Linked DNA regions of Gossypium hirsutum: region 1 is linked to region 2. The links are chromatin contacts, called in public Hi-C maps. All regions are on one chromosome and are shown on one strand. Each heading gives the region's core, a stretch centred on a gene start, on an enhancer-like site or on the middle of the called end of the contact. The rest is flanking DNA. Distances are from core to core; before and after follow the strand shown. Region 1 holds the start of LOC107934188. Region 2 has its middle 8.4 kb from the start of LOC121207746.

Evidence for each region. A called contact is a pair of places that touch in the nucleus more often than the background predicts.
Region 1: a contact with region 2 is called in a Hi-C map of hypocotyl, with 3 times the contacts expected there. The contact joins the promoter of LOC107934188 here to the enhancer-like site in region 2. A contact is called at or near these places in 4 of 34 Hi-C or Micro-C datasets (callus, hypocotyl and leaf).

Annotation. Positions count from the first base shown.
Region 1 is chrA10:112,435,535-112,439,146 of Gossypium_hirsutum_v2.1, reverse strand. LOC107934188 reads right to left here and starts at 1,556. Exons shown (of 5, transcript XM_041078612.1): 1 at 1,406-1,556. The coding sequence starts at 1,556. It overlaps LOC107934180 (a long non-coding RNA gene), which reads right to left and starts at 3,236. Exons shown (of 2, transcript XR_001693822.2): 1 at 2,920-3,236; 2 at 2,267-2,582. LOC121209002 (U5 spliceosomal RNA) reads left to right here and starts at 1,930; the gene lies at 1,930-2,045.
Region 2 is chrA10:112,307,298-112,311,038 of Gossypium_hirsutum_v2.1, reverse strand. No RefSeq gene overlaps it. Among protein-coding and RNA genes, the nearest start is that of LOC121207746, 8.4 kb to the right of the region's middle. Within about 2 kb of position 1,693, at least 2 of the 9 cell types and tissues checked have an H3K27ac peak or open chromatin away from gene starts, as enhancers often do. A contact at or near this core is called in hypocotyl, where this site is marked.

The DNA.
Region 1 (3,612 bases), core at 307-2,806, 130 kb before region 2:
GCGTTTTGGAAGAGAAGGAAAAATTTCCCTTTTGGTCCCTCTTTGTTATTCGTGCATGCAACTTGGTCCTTTTTCCTTTTTATTTATTTTTGATTTGCCTCAAATTGCTGTTTAAAAGTTCAATTTAGTCCTTTTTTATTTATTGCTATTTTATTATTAAATTAGTTAATTTAATAATATAATTATTATTACTATTATTATTACTATCATTATTATTATTATTATTACTATTATCATTATTATTATTATTACTATATTATTTCTATTATTATTATTATTATTACTATTATAATTATATTTTCTTTTTGTGTTTATTTACATATTATTTTATTATTAATTAATTTAATATTATTACTATTACTATCATATTTCTTTTTTGTATTTATTTACTTATTATTATTCTTTAAATACACTATATTTTATCATTACTTTTTATCATTGTTTATTTATTTATATCCTTTTTATACAATTTCAAAATTCAAATTATTTATTATTTGTAGTACTATTATTAATATTATTATCGTTATTATCAATATTATTTAAAAAAAAACTGTTTTACATAATATTTATTTATTTCTTTGTTTACTATTAGGTTTTTTTAATTTTAAATTTTTTAGCTTGCTCATTTATATTATCGCGTTTATTATCATTCTGTTATGCATATTAGTACTGTGATTTATCATTACTACTTTTACATTTTTTACTACAAATTCGTGTTACATTTTACCCGATACATTAAAAATGTTGTTTTAAATAAGCAATATTTCGTATTTTGAAATTCGAAAAGTCGTTTCTTAACTTACGGAGTTTCGATTTTCTCGATAAATCTGAACCAAAGAAACGTTTTAAAATTTTTTAATATTCTCAGGAATTAAGAAAAGATCGTGTTCTAACTTACGGAATATGATTTCTTTCTAAAACTAAAATAGTTAAATTTCTTTCAAAATAAATAAAATTTTCGGGGTTTATTCTCATTTCGAGGATTTAAGACATTGCGTCATAATTTATATAATGTAATTCTTTTTCTCGATTAACATGAAATATGTCATTTTCTCGAAAAATTTTCAGTTAAATAACTTTTTAACAAAGGATCGTATTTTAAATTTCTTCAAAGTTCTCAATTTTCGACACTAAGACATTAATTAATCAACTAGGTACTGATTTTGGGCGTATCGAGGGTGCTAATCCTTTCTCGTGCGTAACCAACTCCCGAACTCATCTTTCTAAATTTCATAGGCTAAAATTGTTGTTTTAATAAATCAAACTGTTTATTGAAAATAACTACTTTTCGAGGTGACCCGATTACACTTTATAAAAAATGATTGGTGGCGACTCATTTTTTTCGTTTTCATTCTTAAAATAAAAGTCGACTCCTCGTTTTTTCAAAAAAAAAAGTTTCGACAACCGCTAAAGTCCAAGACCGATTTTACTGATCTGTTCCTTACCCAAAAGACCAGGAAGAAGTGTTGTAAATGATGACAAATGCTTGATGCATCACTGATAGGTTCAGAAATCTGCAAAAGCTGTTGACTGATGTAGAGATTCTCGTTGCTCATTTCCTTATGTTGATTTCAGTATTTAGATGTTTTTGAAGTTACTATTATGAACTCAGTCAGAGGGTTATTACATATGTTTGATCTTTCAATGATTTGTTCATGTTATAATCTAGTTTCAAACTAATGTTATTAAAACAATTGTTGGACTGGTGAACCGGTATAAAGCAATGGTGAAAAGCAAATTTATATTAGAGGGGGAAAATAAGAAGAAATGTGTTGGAGAAGTGTGTGACTTGGCAGAAGAGTAGAGCTAGAAAAGAAGTTAAGAGAGCTTTAGAAAGGAGCAGAATCCCACATTTCTTAGAGACAGACAATGCCACTCTACTACCATGGTTTATAAATAAAAGCGCAGATGAAACTAGCAAAAGCATGGAGCCGTGCTGTGAGCACAGAGCGAACTATTCTTTCGCCTTTTATTAAAGAATACAGTATGCTCGCCGCTTATAGCGGCATACGCATGTTTTTGGAGGCCTATTTCCTTTCTGGAATGGCCCATCAAGTTCTAGTTAAAAATATTCTTTTGATAGTGATCCTCTCTTGGTTGCCAACACTGCTAGCTTGCTTGAAATTTCAGATAATGTTTTTATTTGCTGCCCGGTTCCCTCCACTGTCATTACTTTGTTCAACAAGTGAATTATTTAAATTGATCGTTCGTTACCGCAAATTAACTACCATTGTTCAGATAAGCATAAAATAATTATGGTATCACATTGAAACCTATTAAATGGTATTACTATAATTAAAATTAAGCATAAGATAATCATAATATGAAATTGAAACCTGTTTACTGAAATAAATTCAGTTTAGAACCTAGGAATTATTATAAAAAACTGAAAAGTGGTTGTACCGGTCCAATTTTGACCAGGCCTAAATCAGCCCAATATACCCAAGCCCAAAACTAACCCCAAAGACCCAGACCCGATTACAAACAAGCCCAAACCACCAGCAGAAAAAAAAAAACAGAAGCAGCAAACCCTAGGGCCACTTGCCTCCACTTGCACTGCCTCCGTCCCATCATCCCATCACCTGCAAAACAAACAGAGAGCAGAAAGCACGCAAAAGAGAAGCAAAACAGAGCAGAAGCAGCAAGCAATAGCAGAGATTAAAAAATATTTCTTTTGTAATCGGCTATAAAGTCGAAAAGGAAATCGAACGAAAGGGGACCGATTTTTTTTTTTAAAAAGGAGGTTTTTTTAAAAGAAAGTGGTAGCACAGAGCATTAAGAATAAAAAAGCAAAAGGTTAATTTGGAATCCTATTACTTGTGCTTTTTTTCGGTTTTTCCCCTTTCTCGTTATTTATTTTCCTTTTTTTTACTTCTTTCTTGGATAAAAATATAAAGAAGAGGGGAAGAGGGAACTTACCAGGATCCCGAGGGTCGCGTCGTCGGAGTTCATCTCCGTCGTCGGAAACGGACTCGAAAGGGAGAAGGAGGGGACCTTCTTCTTTTGGTCTTCTTGGGCTAAGGAGAATATCGCCTTCGGGTGCTCCAAAATCAGGGTCAAAAAACCCCTTTCGCGTAGCCCCGACCACCACCTACGGTGGCTTCATGGCGGCAGCGAAATGGGTTTCTTTGAAACCCTAGCATAGATGAAAATGAAGAAAATGGTGGGAGAAAGGGCTGCTATTGGTTTTCTGGAAAAGAAAGAAAATAAGATTCTTCTTTTTTTAAAAAAATGGGACTTTATATGTTAATAAAATGACACCGTTTTTGGGGGAAGTCCAGGTGCCAAAACGGCACCGTTTTGGACAACCCATGTGTGACCCGACCCATATGCTGGAGGATCCGCGTGTTTTTACTTTGACGGGATATTTCGGATCGAGTCCTTCCTATTTTGTGGATCTTTTCAATTAAGTCCTTTTTGTTATTTTCGTTTTTATAAATTTTACCTTTTAATTTATTTAGTTTTCAATCAGACCCTTACCCATTGATGCTTCGAAAAGGGCCTAAAAAAGGGGTTTAATTTCTTATCTAGTCCCTCTTCTTTGTTTGCGCGCTTGATTTAGTCCTTTCCTTCTCTATTTATTTTCAAATTGGCCCCGAGCTTTTATTTTAG
Region 2 (3,741 bases), core at 444-2,943:
TACCATTTTAATAGCATATATCTTTATAATTTTTAAAGGATTAAATTAATTTTTTATATTTTTAGAAGGGCTAAAGTACAATTTTACCTTTACTAATTTAAAATTTTTAAATTTTCAAAAATTTAAATGAAAAATTTTCTATTCTAAGAAAATTAGAACTCTGCTAACACCCCTAGTTTTGCTTCTGAATCAACCATAATTTTTAAATCAAATTGTGTAGAGAATTTATCACCAAAGGCTTATACTCAAAATACTATATGCATAGCCTTTTTAATTTGTAGGGTTTTTTCATTAGGAAGAAAACTTCTACTTATATGGCAATTGGCATTTTATAAAAAAAAAATCAACATTACTATAAAATAGGATATCACATACTCCAAAAGCATTACTCTTGAGAAAAGAAGAAGAGAGAATCCACTTAGAAACCATCAAGAAACCTACTCATTGCAATTTTTTTAGAATTTATGTTTCAATTTTTATCTTAATTCTATTTTTAAGAAAGAATTATGTTTGAATTTCGAAAATAATATTATTAAGAGACTATGGCAGAGCCAAAAAAAATATTTAGGAGATCAGAATTCAATTATATATTTTTACGATAGTAAAAATATAATTTTACTATTTTAATAGTCTATATCTTTATAATTTTTAAAGGATTAAATTAAATTTTTATTATTTTAGGGACCAAAATATAATTTTACTATTACTAATTTAAAATTTTATAAATTATAAAAAGCTTAAATAAAAATTTTCCATTTTAAGGGTCGAAAACCCTACAAGCTCCTTGACTTTCCCACGATAAAAAAGTAGTAAAGCTTGATATATTAGTAGTAAACTTTTTTAACTCCATATATAATTACAATCAACTAAATCACCTAATAAATGAACAATCAACAAAATATTTTTCTAAAAATAATCAAATAATCAACCTAATAAATTAAATAATCAACCAAATAAATAGTTGAAAATATTTAAATAATCAACCTAATATATCAAATAATAAAATTTTCTATAAATATTTTGTTGATTATTTAAATTTTGTTTTTTTTTCTAATTATTCTTAGATTATTTAAATATTTTCATTTTTTTTCTTTTTACCACCTTTCAATTATTAAATATTTAATTTGTTGAAATTAAGAGTCCAATAATCTATCACAATCAACAAAATAAATATTTTCAAATATGCTAAGATGAAATGATTAGTGAAAATAAGTGAAGTAAAATATAATTATTAATAATTTTAATTAGGTTACTATATTTCAAATCTAACGGTTATGGATAAGAGATAAAAATAAAGAGATTATAATCGTCTGATCAAGTCATTATAAACTAAAAAAATTGAGTGGGTAATACATTGTTTTTCTCTGGAAATCAGTTTCTCTCCTTCTTTAGTATTGAAACCGGTTAAATTGATTAAAAGGTAAACTCATGTTTTTCAATACAAATCTTACGTGACATAATCAACATCGAATTATTATTTTCTTCTTCTTCTTTTTATGATTTGACATTGACAACTAAAAACACAAAAACCACTTCCCATTCATTCTCATATTAGGATGCAATAAAAAAAATCTTAAATTTAAAAAGTTATATCAAAAATGTTTTTTTATATATAAAAGAGATGGGGGCATCTTTGCAATAAAGTTAGATGCCATCTTAGCCTCTGGGGTATTAAGATTCTCTCACCAAATTATTCTCATAAGCTTCCACCATAGAAAACTCTTAAAACCAAAAGGCCAACCAATCATATACGTGTCAGGAATTGAAGAACTCAATCACTTCTGATCTTTGATGTAAACCGTTGGATCTGAGAAATTTAATCCCTCCAATCTCAACATGGAACTCAGTCAAACTTTGGCTCTCTTTTTCTTTTTTTCTTTTTTCTTTTTTACTTTTTCCGAATGTTTCTTTTTTTTTTTAGATTTTTTTTAAGATTTTAAATATCCAATTTAATACTATAGTGAATTCAAAGCTAAACTTTTGAGGTAAATCCGTATAAGCAATCAATAAGAACCAAAAGAGAATAGAAAATTTGACACACAAATATTTACATAAAAAATTCAATAAATAGGATAAAAAATCACGAGCAAACGAAACTTCACTAATCGGCAAACCAACAAAGAGTCCAAGATGGAAAAAATCAAAATAAAACTCTTAATCCGAAAAGCAAAGCTCTCTTAAACAAGGGTGAAGCCAGAAAATTTTTTTGAGGGGTCGAAATTAAATTATAATTTGTACAATAGTAAAAATATAAATTTTAAAGGATTAAATCAAAATTTTATCATTTTTAGGGGGTAAAGTGACAATTTCATCTTTATTAATTTAAAATTTTAAAAATTTTAAAACACCTAAATAGAAATTTTTCCATTTTAGGGGATTGGGGCCCTGCCAACCCCCTTGGATTCGCTCTTGCTCTTAAAACTCTGTCAAAGAATTAATCTTTTCTTCTTCTTTTTCCTCATAATTTCTAAGATTACTAAGACCCTTTTTATAGGCTAAATTCGAAGTGCTAATATGACTAAAATATCCTAGATTAATTAAATTTAACTGTGAAAAAAGACTCGACTTATGTGGGAGCACGTCGCCACATCGTGCTTTGCCTCGTCGTGACATCGATCCTGTTTCGACTCTAATTTATCAAAAAAATACGAGACACACTCTACACAAATATATTCGTACTTAATTTTAAATAATATATCAAATATACCTTCTTTCAAATATTTAATTTTCTAACTGTTAGTGTCTCAGCTTATTAAATATGACCTAAAATATTAGTGTCCTATTGAGTTACTTGGCCCAATCAAAATTCAATTTTGCAAATCAAAGTTGAGTACATTGAATTAGAATCTAGGGCGAATTTGATCAAGTGCAATGTCTAGATGACTCGGAATTTATGACTCGGACCAAATTCAATTTTTATAATTACCTACAGCGAATAATAATTTTATCCAAAAAAAACTTTTACTCGATAAAGAAAATAAATAATAAATACATCTAATAAACATAAAATGATATTAATATCAATAAACGTGATAATAATTTTTAAAATTTTAATTAAATTAAAATTTATATATAATATTGAACGTTAAACTAAATTTAATATATTATTTTATGATTTATTCTAAATAAAAGAAATAAAAATTTTAAAAAATTAAAAATAGACTCGGCTAAAAAATTTTAAAAATTAAATATGCTTCTCTCAAATGTTTTTAAGGATTGAATCGACAATTAAATCAATTAAACTATCGATTTGTTGAGCGGATTAGTTCAATTAAAAATTATTAAACATTCATAAAAAATAAAAAATACGATTCAATCGATTTGGTCAATCATCAAATCATATCTTAACTAATTTTCAATCCAATAAGTTCAACTAACTAACCTAATCCGGTTCAAATATCATTGCTTCTCCCTCTAAAGTATGGAAACTTTTAAAATAAAAATATGATATTATAACAAGAGGCTTCAAAACTTTAAAAGTTAAAATTTGCTCCACTTTTAAGAGCCAGAAATACTTTAAAAGTGAAAATGTGCTCCTCAAATCAGAAGCATAGAAACTTTGAGTGTAAAATTAAAAAAATTCTACTTGAGAACTCCTTTTACAATTTAAAATAAATTAGAATTTTATTTTTATTTTTTATATTAACATTTACAGATTTTGTTATTAAATCTAAATATTTTTCATTAATTAAATTGCAAATTGAATCAATTTAGTGTAGATTAAAAAATTGATTCTAACTA